Regions from separate parts of the Anser cygnoides genome. Here region 2 is linked to region 1. Evidence: chromatin contacts called from public Hi-C data. All regions are on one chromosome and are shown on one strand. Each heading gives the region's core, a stretch centred on a gene start, on an enhancer-like site or on the middle of the called end of the contact. The rest is flanking DNA. Distances are from core to core; before and after follow the strand shown. Region 1 holds the start of LOC106045448 (TLE family member 4, transcriptional corepressor). Region 2 holds the start of PSAT1 (phosphoserine aminotransferase 1).

Region 1 (7,374 bases), core at 1,345-3,844:
ACCAAGGGTGGATAATGGCAGCACGGATGCAACCTCCACAGCAGCAGCACCAAGTATAATCTTTCTGTTCGCCTCCAGCAATCCGAACGTATTTCAGTCTCGGCACACCAAGCTAATAGACATTTTGAATTTGTTATGCAGCTTGCTTACCATGACATAATGTCGCTGCATCTCTGTCTTCTCACTGGCCAGTTTCTCACATTCTAGCTTTAAACTGTTCGAGACATTAAGAAAAAAAAAAAAAAGAAAGCATGGGTACTTCGTAACGCAAAACTGACATTCTTCTGAGCACAGGGTACTCCCCTTTTTGAGCATTTCCCCAAGACACAAACAGAAACGTACGTTCCAGCACCTGCCTGGGAGTTCAGGGTGGGGTTTATACTTTTCATCTTTTGAGAGAGATTGTGCAACATCCTCACCTCCTAAGCGAACTGCATACAGTACGCAGGAGAGCATTTTTCACTGACAAAAAAAAATAAAACAACACACTGCCTCACAGAAGACAGGCACACATGTTCTCACCTATAACACTTAAGCCTGAGAAGCCACTCAGAAATCCATGCTTTGGTATTCCTAGCTTTTATTTAAACGTGCTTAGGAAACACCTCTTGCTTTCACTCAGCCCACAGAGGAATCAAATGTGTATCACTGCTTCAAGAAGCAAAAAGTTGCTGGGATTTTTTTGTTTGTTGTTTCTTTTTTTTTGGGGGGGGGACTGTTAGCGATGACAGGAAAAATACTGCAGGTAATTTAGGGAATACTGCGGTAAACACGAACACGTCCGTCGCTTTTTTTTTTTTTTTCTTTTTTCTTTTTTTTTTTTCGGTTTGTTTGCTTTCAGAGGCGCGCTAAGCAGTCCTGCCAGAAGTCACTTGTCACTTGGAGCACACGCCGCTCCTCCGGCTCAGGATAATGAAATAGCTCGCCGCCTCGCTCTCAGGTTATCAGCACTTGACATGTCAATGAAAGGCGCGAGGGGGCCGAGCCAAGACGAGGTGCGTGTCCTGAGCGGCATTTCCAAGAAAAAGCGGGGGATGCGCCCAGCCGGACGCCCTTTCTTCCTACATCCCCCACCCCACCCCCCAAAAAAAAAAAAGAAAAAAAAAAAGGGGGGGGGGGAAACAAGGGGAAAAAAATAAAATACCCCCGACAGCCCCCCGCCCGTGGGCTCGCACGGCTGAGCACCGTCCCCGCCGCCCGCCCCGCCTCCGGGTGCGGTGCCGGGGGGGCTCCGGTGCGGGGTGTCCCCGCGGGGTCCCGGTGGGTTCCGCGGGACGCCGTTACCTGTGGTACTGCGCCTGCAAAAACTGAAACTCCTCCTTGATCCGATCGCAGGACTCGGAGATGGTGAATTTAAAGGGCTGCGCTGGCTGGTGCGGAGCCTGCAAGCGGCGGGGGGGGGGGAGAGAGAGAGAGAGAGAGAGAGAGCGGGTCGTGCCGGCGCCCCGAGCCGCGGCCCCCCGCGCCCCCGCCCGCCGCCCGCGGGGGCTCCCCGCGCTCCCGCCCCGACGGGCCGCCGCGGGGGGAGGCGGCGTCGGCAGCCGGGAGCCGCCGGGAGCCGCCGGGACCCCCCGGCACGGCGCCGGGACGCGGGGCGGGCGCCGGGGCCGCCGCGCTCCGGCCGGGGGCAACTCGGCGGCGCCATCCCGGGTCCGGGCCCGGGGCGGCGGCGGCGGCGTTGGACAACAATAAGAAAATGGCTCCAAGTCCGCGCTGCCCGCGCCGGAGCGCTGCCCGCCGCCACTCACCGGGTGCCGGGTCTGCGGGTACATCTTGCTCAGGTCGCGGATCATCCACGCCGCTTCGGGGGGCGCTGGCGGCCGGGATCAGGGCTGCGGGCGAGGCGGCGACGGCGGCGACGACGGCGGCGGCGGCGGCAGCGGAGGGCAGGGGCGCCCCGGCCCCGCCGCCCCGGTGCCGGCGGGGCACCCCCGGCGGCAGCGAGGCGCGGCGGAGGCGGCGGCGGCGGCGGCGTCCCCGGGGCGCGGGGGCCGCTGCCACATCCCCCGGGGGCCCCCGGGCGGCGCCGACCGGGTCTGCCGAGCCGAGCCGAGCGCTCCGGCGGGCGGCGAGCCCCGTGCGAGGCGGCGGCGGCGGCGGAGGAGGAGGAGAAGGAGGAGGAGGGCGGGGAGAGCCCCTCCGGCGGTGCGCGCCCCGCGGAGGTCCCCGCTCGCAGTTTCCTCCCCTCCTGCAAACTTTTGGGGGAGCGGAGCGGAGCGGAGCGGGGTGCGGGTCCTCCTGCTACCGCCCCGGCCGCATCCCCCGCTCCGGGCGCTGCTGCGTGGCCGGTGTCTGCTGTTGTTGTTGGTTGTGGTTAGAAAAAAAAAATAAAAAATTTAAAAAATTTAAAAAAAAAAATAAAAAAAAGAGTGAGAAGGACGAAGAAGAAACCACGGTCCGGGCTGCTTTATTTACGTATTTCTCTCTTTTTTGTTTGTTTTGGTTGTTTCCCCCTTCCTCGCCGGGCGGAACTCCGGGAAGTGCCGGCGGCGCCGCGCGGAGCGGAGCGGAGGGGTCGTGCCCGGCCCGGCCCGGCCCAGCCCTGCCCGGCCCAGCCCGGCCGCCACCGCCGCTCCGCGCCGCTCCCCCAGCACGCTGTGGCGAGGTGACTCCTTTGACCAAATTTAGCAGCGGCTCGTCATTAACATTCTGATACATATTCACAGCGCACGGGAGGCCGCCGCGCGCGGGGCACCCTGGGAGATGTAGTCCTCGCGGCCAGAGGCACCGCCGACCCGCGCGGGCAGCAGAGCGCGCGGGACTTCTTCTCCCGGCGGGCACCGCGGCGTCGCCGGCCCCCCTCGCTCGCCCCCTCCTCCGCCCCGCCCACGAAGGGCGTCGCCGCCGACCAATCAGCGCCGCCCGCGCATTAATCGCCGTTCTGTATTAATGCCCATCATTTCGCCGCTGACAAATGGGCGTGCGGGACCGAGGAAGGAGGGAGGGGGGGGCGGCCCCGCGCCCGGCCCCCACGTGGGGACGTGACGCCTCGAGGTCCCGCAGCCAATCAGGCGGCCGCCCGGGCCTCTCGGCTGCTGTTTCCCCGCCGCCCGAGGCGGGGCTTTGAGATCGCCGGCGTGCCATAGCGCCGGCGTTGGAACAGGGGAAACATTTGTTCACCTGTCAATCAAAGTAACGTGGGGCGCTGCCGGCCGCCGCCGCCGCCGATCCCGCCGCAGCCAGAGCGCGGGGCGGGAGCTGGGCGGGGGGGGGGGACACGGCGGCCTCCTCCTCCTCCGGATCGCCCCCGCCGGGGGGGGGCCGCGCTAATTGGGGGCAGCGTCGCCTGAGAGAGGCCAGCGCGGCCCCGCGGCGTCGCCTCGCAACCCCCTGGTTCTCCCCCCCCCATAGGATGGGGGCGTCCAACGGCCGCGCAACGGCCGGGTAACGGTCGGGTAACGGCCGGGTAACGGCCGGGTAACGGCCGCGTAACGGCCGGCGCCTGAGGGCGCGGCAGCCCCCCTGAAGGCCGCCCGTGGTCCCGCCGCGGTTAAACCTCCCCGCGCTATCCTTTTTAATTTCTTTTCCCGGAGTCGCTGTGCCCTGCGGTACGGCTCCGGCAGCCCGGGGGTGCGCGGCGTGTGCGGTGCGAGTGTGACATAATTTAAGTTTTTGTTTCGTTTCGTTTTTTCCCCGCTGGCAGTGCTTAAGGGACGAAATCTTTCCTCTCGGAAGCGGCGCCCGTGAGAGGATGCTGTTCGCAGCTACTCGCAGGAGTAAGGCTGAAGGATTTGACGTTTGGACCTTGTATCCTAAAGGCACGCTGGCGTTCCGCAGGGCGCTTTCTGCCCCTGTCAAAGGAGAGAAGGGCCGCTGGATCCCAAGGGACGGGTGTTTTTGGAGGTGCGGTGAGCCCATCTGGAAATTAACTATCAGCAGCAACAGATAGCTAACTACGCGTAGGTCTCACAAGCAGTTGGGCTGCGGCTGCGGTGGCTTCCGTGGTCTGCAGGCTGGAGGGAACACACCCGGGGAAGCGTGTCCCCGGGCTGGCCTGTCGCGTGCCTGCGCTGCCGCCTCTAGCAGCCCTAATTTCTCAGAAAGCAACCCCGCGCCGATCGGTGCTGTGTCCTAGAAAGACCCCATGGCAACTTTCCTGCCAAGCCCCATTGCAGGCAATACCATGCACCGGTGCACATGCGAGCGATAGGCTCAGGCTGCTTTTTTTTTTTTTTTTTTTTGTCTGCGCCTGTCAGGCTTAGATTTGCCTCCGAGCAGTTTGTACTCCAGATGATCTGCCGTTTAAACCTGCATGCAAAACAGATGTGGTTTAGTCACGTCGTTTTGGATGCCTGTACTCAAAATCCATAGTCTCAAAACTTTCACTCGGCAATTAGTGCCCTGATAATGGTAGCTAAATTGCACATATTTAAATTTTTAGTAGTAAAATATCTTTACCACCCCCTTCTCTCTGGCTAAGGCTTGTCATTGCTGAGCGGCTTGAGGCCTTGATGGGACGTCTCACCGACGTTGTGCCTTCCTTGACTGCCCTCCAAGGGCTGGTCCAGTGGTCAGGACCTCAGGATGCTGGTGCTGCTGGTGATGGCACCATCTGTCCACGTGAAGAAGGTGGTGATGGCATCCATCTTCCACTGCCGTCTAGAGTTTAGGAGGTGCAGGGCAGAAATTTATCACCTTTCTGTTTTGAAGGGGGTTTGTAACCAGAGTCTGCTTGCAATCTGGCATGTACTGTCACCTAGAGTGTTTTGTGGTTCTAAATCCTTCTGAAGCCATTTTTGCCTAATATAAAATCCAGGTCACTGGGAAATTAACCAAAATGTGTCTTTCTCACCTTTTGTTTTTCCATGACCAAAAATGCCTTCAGGGTTGGCTTCATTAGTCATTGTAGTACCCAGGCTTTGTCATGCTTGCAGATTTCGGTTCTGCTGGTATTTTCACATTTACAGGGTTCATAATCAGTGCTCCAGTGGAGTTTAGGCCTCTAAATACCGTTCGAAGATATGGAGACAAAGCACCTGACTAATTATGAAAAGACCACTTTGCTTGTGTCTGAACCTTCCAGCACCAAAAATGCTTTTAAAGGATTGGTCACGAGCATCCTGCACGAAGCAGTGGAGCACTTTCAGCTCCTCTGAAATGGAGGATGTTCACCACATGCCAGGATCACGTCTCGACATTCAGAGGTATGGCTGCAAAGCCTGCAAATGCCTTAGTGTAGTGCCTGTCACCCAGGTGCTTGAAAGCTTTGTGAGAACAGAACGGTTACAGGACTCTGCGGAGTTGTGAGTGTTTCTGGAAATATGATGGGCGGGTTCAGACCATAATTTTAGGATCCTCAGTGCAGAGAAGAACTAATCCAGTTATAAAATAAACACTCTGTCTGAAGATACCGAATTCTGAAATAACAGGAGGATTTTGTGTTCTCTGTAGCCCTGCCTTCGTGAGGTACAGAGTTCCGGAGGGAAAGGTCTTCAGCACACTAGCAGACAAACGTACAGAGCTCTGCCATCAAAGCCGTCCCTCTTCTTTTGGAGAGCACTTTGGCAGTGACGTTATCTATGCCTCAGCACTGCTCATTCTCTCTTGTCTTCAGTGAATTTATGCAGCTAGGGGTAGGACAGAGCTAGATTTGCTGAGCTTTACCAAAATGACTGTGTGTACGTGCTTAACTCTTTAACAAATGAATCAATGTGCACTTTTGCCCAGTTTTGCAACATTCTTGCAAGATCCATGAAACTCAGAAGTTTAAGAGAAAGTGCACTGTAACTTGCCACTTTTAAATGATGTGAATTAAGATCAGGATGTCAATGTCATTCTATTTTCCTGTCTTTTGTCACTTCTGACACAGCCTTGATGGATCTTTAAATATAGGTTGTTTTGTATTTAAAGTTCCTTGTTTTTTCCTTCTTTTATGAAAAATCTTTTATGGTAGGTTATATAACCTGTACTATTATTTAGCAAGTAGAGAAGGTAGCTTTTAAATGTTTTACACATCTTGCTAAAGATTTCTCATAACTGAATCAACTGCAAGAAATATTTAGGCAGTTTTACAGGCACAGTAAGTGTGTTGAGTTTGGGCTGGTGAAAAAAAAAAAAAGCCTTGTGAAATATCGCAGAGAGGCTAAGGGCTGCAAAGTGTCTCGTCCATTCTTTTTCTTCTATGAAGTGGTTATTTCGGTCCTATTGATTCAGAGCTAGTCTGCTTTTACTTACATTTAAAATCTTAGGTCTAAAATGAACAGAACAATGTGTGCCTATATATGTATATTAGAGGATAGGTTAAAAAAAAAAAAAAAGGAAATTTTAATTTCCAGTTAAGATTGTCTAACCCACTCGCAGACTCTGGTGATCTTTTTATAGCTGAGCCATAACCTTAATACAGAGACTTATCAGTGCCAGAGGACCTTTAATAACAGGTCCAATCCTGAGGCCATTTGGTATGTAACCCCCCAGATTTCCTGTCTGCAATGACTGTAGCTGAAGAGCAACAGGGCTGTGCCTATTGCTGCAACTTATTACACTTTAATTTGAGACCAAGCTACCAGGTCACCATACTTGGTCAGCTGTGTACTCACAAACACACATGCGCGCGCACACATGTTCGCAAAAATAAAGGTGTGAAGCTCTTTGACAAATCAATGAATTCAAAATGCCTTATACTAAGTCCTAAATTAGTAGACATATTTAAATACACCATGTAACAAGCCTTCAAAAAGATAAACTCAAGGAGGTTTTCAGTTGAATTGGCACTAAGTTCTCTATGCTTTAAACTTTTAATTAGGGTGTTAAGCCAGGTTTTACTGGTAGAAGAATGTGACAACATGACACCCATTTTGTGTACTTGTGTTTTACAAGTGCTATCAAGTGACCTTGTCTCAGTACGTCTTTAAAACAATCACAGTGTACAACTTCCTGAATTAGTTGTTAGTGACTGTAGGGGTATGTTGTTAATAAGCACTTTAGGAGAACTTATGATACTGTGTTTAATATGATGATTTATGTGTCAGTTTATATATATCCCTCTCAGAAAAACAAGAAATCTGTGCAAAGGAGTTTTTGTGTTCCAAACTGCTTCTTAATGAAGTCTGTACATTCTTCTTAAACACTGCCAAAGTCCCATTTTCTTTAATTTTTATAGGCATTGGTGTTTTGGATTCATGGTCTTGTTTTGCTTATTTCTGCAGGCCTGCCTGATTTATTTCATGCAAACTTCTTGCAACGACACAATTCTACTTACAATAAATTCACTTGGGATGTGGCAGGAAAACCTCTATTAAACTCCACAGAAGTTTTATCTGCAGGAAGGGTAGCATTTTAGGGCCTGTCATATACTAGAGGTTGGATTTGCAAACTTGGACAGTGCAGAATGGCTTAGGCAGATATTTGAAATTAAAGTAATTTTTCGTAGACAAA
Region 2 (7,374 bases), core at 1,469-3,968, 540 kb after region 1:
CTTACTAATGGGAAGGATGCTGAACATCAAATACATCTGAAGTGTTACACCACATAGTATGCAAAACACTGTACGTACATATATGCATATATGTGTATACCCACGCATAATATTTCATATAAACAAAAAAACAAGCAACTCCCTGAAGATCCAAAAGTACTAATGTTTTACTTATGATTAGTTCCTTTTGTCTCTATTCCTTTGTGTTGGATTACTAAAGAGCTGGCTGTGTATCATTTTATGGTACTCTGGATGAATGGTAAACAAAGAAAAGAGCAGCTGTTTGAAAAAATATTTTCTGGACGTATGCTACCACAAATAAGGTACTGCAAAATAAAAGGAGGTATTCAGCAGAAATATCAAGATCAAAAGCTATTACTGAGAAGTTTAGTTAAGTTAGTTAAGCATCTACACTTTGAAAGACATACAGAATTTTTAAAGTCTTACCAAGAACGCTAATGCCAAGGCCTTTGTAGTCCACCAGTTCTTTCTGTGCTGCCAATAGTACCTAACAAAACAAACAAACAAAAAAATCCACAAACAAATTAAGGGAATTATCCACTATCTGGAATCTTTGATGCATCACATGCACACCAGCTGCTCCATAATGTAATAACCTGACACTTCTCAAGTTAAAATAACAGAATAGACGCTATATAATTTCATTGCATCTAGGATCTGAAGGCTTGTCTTAATAAAGAATTAATTAAAACCCATGCTTCTTGTGGAAACTCTGCATTTCAAGTTATTATTTCAATAATTACTCTTCCAGATTACTTCAGAATGACTTTTAAGAGTTGGATGGAACTCCCTATCTCTTACAGAAGGCTTAATGTTTGCATGTGTGCTTTTACTACTCAGGAATCTTATTTTTCTCCCATGTTCTTTCACTTGACTCGTACAAATAGGATAAGTGAGGTATTAAGGGAAACACCTAATGAGAGCATGAGGATGGCTCACACCCACTCAATAGTACAAGGCCTGGTTTCATAGAATGAAGTCCCTCACTTTCTGAAGATATGCCTTCTCTGTTACTGGAAGGAAAGAATGAAACATAGTTCTGAGGTAACTAAAATAGACAGGTCATGCCCAGGAGCATTGGCAAGATGATCTGCTTGTTCAGCTTTTCGTGTTTCTTTCTCCCCCCACAGCTCTCACATATCAACCACGTGGAATTAGATTCTACCCATGAGTTTTGTTTGATTTCAGTGAATGCCTCTATTAGAAACAGAACTTTCTTAGCCCCTACTAAAAGGAGTAGGAGATGGAATCCAGTGGAAAAGCCTCCAAAACAGGCTGTACACTTGCATTGCAGGATCTGCCACGAAACCACATGCTTTGGGTAGTTGCAGGGGCAAGCAAGCTACCTTGCTGACAGGGTCTGTGCAGGACCTCTCAACTGTAACAGCTGGTCACCAGTAGGTCAACCATGAGCAGCTCTGCTGCTTTTCATCTTTGAGACCATGAAATTTTAACAAGTGCATTTCAGGCACAAACACATTCATAGCCAAAAAAAAAAAAAGGGGGGGGGGGGAAAGGGGGGAGAAAAAGTCAAAAGGAACATGCAGACTGTTAGAGAGGTCTTTTTAACAGCTTGATAAAATCCAATTCTGTTAGTAACGTCATCTGACAAGCTGCACATGCCTTACAATAGCTACTTATGTCTTGTCATATCTATGAAGAGCTCTGTCCACCTTCTTGCTTCAGTGAGTCTGAGCACCTCATATGCAGCATCATCTCAAGAGTCAAACAAAGCCAAACAGTCAAGGCGAAATAGTCCATTCAAGGGTACTGCATTTTCAAAAGGGCCAGAGAGACTAATAACATGGAGTTCAGCTATGTTTTAGTTCTCAAACAGTAAAGGCAGCTCTCGGGATTCTCTGTGGGAGAGGCTGATGCTGCAGCACCTACTGAGAGCTCCTTTCTGAGCCACGGGTTCAGCAATGCAGAGCAACAAGTGTCTTTGTAGCGTGATCCGTAAAGGACATTTATAACAGAGAAGCAGGGGCAAAAAAATGCTGCTGCGCAACAACTTTGTTTGCCTAATAAAATCGTTAAAAAATAACGCAGGATCACTACGAAAGGAAGAAGAAAAGGGCAGTAAGTGTCCCGACACACGGCTCCTAAGCTGTCAGTCAGACGCACAACCCACATGTGCATTCAGCACAAACCGCCCCCTCTCCATATGTAGCTGGATAACCTATGGTGCTGATGCAACATCCCAGGGAGTTGAGCCTACGCTGCGCTCATTATCATTTTCTCAGACGAAGACAACTCACCGGGTGACTACGCTAGTTATCAGCTGGCGAGCACCACACTCGAGGCGGTGCGCCTGGAGGGGGGGGGTCTCCCTAAAACTCAATAGAGCCCGTGACAAAGGAATGTGGCGTGATGGGGTTCGGGGGAAGAAGGGGGGAAAAAAAAGTAAACGGAGGAGGAAAGGGGGGGGGGGGGGGAAGGGGTAAAGGGGGGCGAAGAAGGGGAAAAGGTGGAAAAAGCAGCGTGCAGGCAAGGCCACCTGCGCCGCCACCGCGGCTGCCCCGTCCCCGGTCCCGTCCCGACTCACGGATCGCGGCAGCTTGGCCGGCCCGGCCCCGAAGTTGGCCACCTGCCGCCCACCCTCCATGATGGCGCCGCCGCCCGCCGCCGGCCCGGCCGCTATAAGCCCCCCGCCGCCGCGCCGCCGGTTGGCTCCCCCCCCGCACACCCCGGGGGCGGGGCCCCCGCCGGCACCGCGCCGCCGATTGGCCCCTGCCGGCAGCGCCCCGGCTGCCTATTGGCTGCGGCGCCGGGAGGCGGCGGCGGCGTGATCGGCCCCGCGCACGCCCCCGCGCACGCCCCCGCCGGGGCGCGACCTCGCGCGGAGCCCTGGGGGCGGGCGGGGGCTGCCGGGGGAAGGGGCTCGGCCGAGGCATAAAAATGAATTTACGTGATTACAGCGCTGGGACCACAAAAGGGACTTGCGAATTGCAGCCTGATCGGGTCGTCGAGTTAAAAGATTTTCATCAAATGCACGTTGTTTTGCTGAAGAGATGTTGACAGAGACAGCTGCCTAAGAGCAAAGATAACTTCATTACAGTAAAGGATGTAGCTTAAGAAAAAAAAACATCAAATTTTAAGAAAAAAACATCAAATTCACGCTCAGGAACCAGCACCCTCCGTAGTTCTAAAGAAACGCCCCACACCTCAGGGGCATTAAAGACTTGACACAAGCTTTTCAAAACATCAGGGTACTCTTAAAAGTATAGCTTGGGCCACAACACCCAGGACAAGTAAATTACTTATAATTATTCAAATTAGTTCTAACTAAATAGAACCCTCTGGGGAAACGCTCAGTAACTACACAAATGGGACTATAATACAATTGTTTTTGCTGGAGTCTGACACGGAAGCTGGCTGAAGAGACGTGCTCTTTGTATGCGCTCTTCCTATGGGTAAGACCAGGGTACCTGTGTCTGCCTGGAGTCTGCTTTGAACTCGAACTCACTGGGGAAAAGGTACCCTAGGTAAGAAGGGATGACAGAGGCAGCCAGAAGTAGTTCAGGGTGGTGGCTCAGGTCGAGAAGCTGGGCACCTACTACGCAAAGTGCTTTGACGTCCAAGCAGGATCAGTCTTGAATATTATCTGTGTGGCATAAACCAAAAAGGCAAGTTAAAACTTCGGAATTAAATGTCTTTCAAACCTCTAGCACAAATTGCTAGAACACAAAAACAAGAACTAGGCAAGCTCCTGCAGGTATCAGCTCCAAGCGTGGGGATTAAGTAGCAGGTATTGTCGTTTTCCTCTCCAAGATAGAGATTCCCATCCCGGCCAGAAAGGTCTAAAAAGAAGTTCCTACGAGATCAGAAAACAACTTTTTGCTGGAAGAATTGCCACCCGGAGCTTTACAAAATCTGTTTTTGTGTGCTGACAGGACGTAAATAAAATTGATACAGATGAATGAACTTTAAAGTTACCTGAACACAGAGTAGTCCATTTTATATATATGCAAGGGATTATTATGCTTTTGCAGCTGAAGACAATGGAGAGGAATAGTAAGGGTCATATCAGAGTTTGGTTTCTATTGAATTGAGAGTTCTAATTTAAAATTTTGCTACCAGTAATTACTACTTATTACCTTGAAGTTCATACACTCATTATGTCAATATATATAGCCATACCATATAAAATACATGTTTCCAAAGCCATGGCTTTCATGAACAATTTAGGCTTTCAGCATTTGACAGAGAACCTGACCCTGACACAGAACCCTGCAGACGAATCTGAATTTGTATAATTAACAAACCTGAAGCCATTGAGTGCTATATTAACTATATGGCATAACTGGAAAAATAAAACAGAAGTCAGAGAAAGTGCACTGGAGTTCCAAAGTTTTCAGTGAACTTCTGTTGAGTTCATCATCGCTTTATGTCATGCTGGACAGAAAAACCTTCATTGAGTACTGCTGGAAAAGAATTAGCTCACTCAAGGAGACCAAGAACACACAAGTTCTGTCTGGTACAATGATGGACAAACTGACGTCATTACTGAAAGACAAATAAGCTGACTACACAGCAACTTGGCATCTACTTTAGGAGGCAGATGGGATGTCTGGTCCAGCAAACCAGTGAGAATGGCAAATTTTGATGAGACTAAAAATAAGATGGAGGTATTTCAGAAAGGTGTTACGTTGTTTTGTTTTTCAGAGATCTAGCTCCAAATACTGCAAATGTGAAATGTGCAAAAAAAATTCCTGGGAAGCCCAAATAAGGAGAGAAAAATGCTAGAGTTTTATAAGTAAACAGCAATGTGTTCTCTAGCAAATAGCTGGGCTATTGATTCTAGGCTTTTATGTCAGTCGAACACAGACAAATACGTAAAACATTAACTAATAGCAAGAGGTTGAAACAGTCAAACTCAGTGGCAAGACGGTTTCATAATCACTTAAAATGTACATGCACAAAAATATTTTAAGATTATTACTTTTCATTAAAATACTTAAATATATTTTTACAGAATATTTTTTAGATTTTTTTTTATTTTTTTTTGAAAATGACATCACCTTGAAACTTCTGAAGGATTCACGATAGCCTTAAAACAGTGCTTTTCCCTCAAGGCAACTGACATCCGTTATCTCTACTGACTTCAGATCCAGTGTTTTGATTATGTGTAAAGTACCCACTCCAGATTCTCACAGTAAGCCACACGACAGTTCTTCTGACAAGACGAAGAACCCTTCATATTTTTGCTTGAAAATAATAATTAATGTTTAAGTATTAATCCAATTGGAGAAAAAAATAAAAAAGATGGAAGTTCTATAAACCACCTGGTCAATTTTGCTTCAAATGACGATTTTTGATATAATTCATACTTTAAAAGCAAATACATTATTTAACAGACAGAATTTATGCTGTCTGTTTATAGGCATACAATACATAAACTGTTTTAAGTTCTTGACGGTATCTTTAAGAGATGAGTAACAGGCAGTTCCTAATCCAACACATCTGAACACTTGACATTTTAACATTATCCACCATTTCAGAGATTAGTTTTTGTTTTAAAAAGGGAATGCATAGCATTTCAATGCTGAAGGAACTTCATCAACCAATGAACTGATCAAATAAAAATTATAAGCAATGAACCACAACTGAAGTATAGACCTCAAATGTTTGGGAGAATGTCTAAAAATGCATAGATTAACATATTACTCTGCTATTATTCTGAAGTGACAAAGTCTATATAAATAATGTACTTTCATTATGCAATTACTTGTGCAATATTGCAATAGCCAAGGTGATCTCATGCTATTTGCTCAGCAGAAATCCATTTGCAGATTCATGATTTTTGTTTCACAATTTTCAAGTAGCTGGAGACAGGAATTTCTACAGATCTTGTATAACAGAATTCTCACTTCTGATGACAGAGTGAAAAAGTTAATGGTAATTCCACCGCCCCCACACCCCAACTCAGCCCAAACCATCTTGCCTAATTCATGCATGTGAAATCAATCTTCCCTTGCTCTATCCTCCCGTGTCCCCTTTAGCTCTCCTGATGGAATACACACTGCCAAGAAAAAAAAATCCATATCACAAATAGGTTGAATGGTTATGATCACTGCAAATCTCAGCTACTACTGTAAAATATGAAATTAAAGTATTACAATTTGATCTACTTTTTAAAAATGAAGCTTTTCAGGATCACTTGGCAACACAAAATCATAGAATCATTTAGGTTAGAGAAGACCTCTAAGATCATCTAGTCCAACCCTTATGAGTTTTGAATCTTTAAACTTTTCTTAAAGATAAACATTGTATATCAGATTCTACTATCCCATCTCTCAGAGCTAGCTATGGTAATTTAAGAAATTCTTTTGAATCAGGACTGACATGCATGTGAAAATGTCACAGAAATAAATTATTGAAAGCAAAAAAAGCTGACTGGTTTGTTTGAAAAATTCATTCCTATTGCTCAACTAAATGACCTAGGCGTAAACCCTAAATTAAAAGGTAATTTTTCCAAATGAAAACTTTACCTTGCCACAGAGCTTAAAAACCATTCCAAGAATTTGTTTAAATGTTTAACATCTTCATCTTTGCAACCCTTCCAAGTTAAGTTGACTTCATAGTACTTCCACTTCTCTATATGAAGGAAAAAAAAAAGAAGACAAAGCACTATTAAAAACACTGAAGGAAACTAGTAATTATAGAAGGTAATTACTATATTAGTCTCTTGCCTTGTCATGGCACTTCGGCAAGCATACAAAGAAAGATACTACTTTTATTTTTCAGGGCCATACTGAAGTGCACCTTCTTCAGTGCAAAACAGCACCTTCTGTACTGCATTAGGCAAACCAAAAACCTGTGTTACTCTGTGCCATATTTCAGAAGCTGCCAAGTCAGCTGCCCGTGCAGGAAGACGTGAAGAAGTAGCTGGGGGGCAGACCTGAGAAGTTTCAAAACAGTATTTTTTCAGCTCTGTTCTCACATTTCTGTAAGTTATTTACGAGAGTAACCTAACTCAGCTGGAGTAGACATCCTCCAAAAGTCCCTTCACACATGTATTATTCTTCAATCTGCCCCAATAAAGAACAGCCGTATTTATTTATTTTAGAAATGTTTCTGTACTCATTTTCATACCTGAAGCTTCCAACTACTTTTGGGAAAGTCATACCCACATGGTCAGGCATCAACTCATGTTTGCCCTAAAAACCACTCTTTTCACTTCCAATGCAATATGCTGGAAATAAATTTAAAAACAAACCAAAATTTTTACTCAACTTTATTAGCTTGAAACGGTTTACACTTTACAAGATCTGTGATACACAAAAACCGTATTCCAGGAACCTCTGTGTGTAGTAAAAACTGAAGGGTACCAGTACAACATTTGTTTCCAAG

Evidence for each region. Hi-C and Micro-C count contacts between places; a contact is called where the count stands out from the background.
Region 2: a contact with region 1 is called in a Hi-C map of liver, with 2.5 times the contacts expected there. The contact joins the promoter of PSAT1 here to the promoter of LOC106045448 in region 1. A contact is called at or near these places in 2 of 7 Hi-C or Micro-C datasets (both in liver).

What each region holds. Positions count from the first base shown.
Region 1 is chrZ:44,825,457-44,832,830 of Taihu_goose_T2T_genome, forward strand. LOC106045448 (TLE family member 4, transcriptional corepressor) reads right to left here and starts at 2,595. Exons shown (of 20, transcript XM_066987729.1): 1 at 1,749-2,595; 2 at 1,285-1,382; 3 at 151-214. The coding sequence starts at 1,793. LOC136788904 (a long non-coding RNA gene) reads left to right here and starts at 3,391. Exons shown (of 2, transcript XR_010827456.1): 1 at 3,391-3,548; 2 at 3,644-3,844.
Region 2 is chrZ:45,360,419-45,367,792 of Taihu_goose_T2T_genome, forward strand. It overlaps PSAT1 (phosphoserine aminotransferase 1), which reads right to left and starts at 2,719. Exons shown (of 9, transcript XM_066988740.1): 1 at 2,567-2,719; 2 at 448-508. The coding sequence starts at 2,626. It overlaps CEP78 (centrosomal protein 78), which reads right to left. Exons shown (of 16, transcript XM_066988737.1): 16 at 7,241-7,374.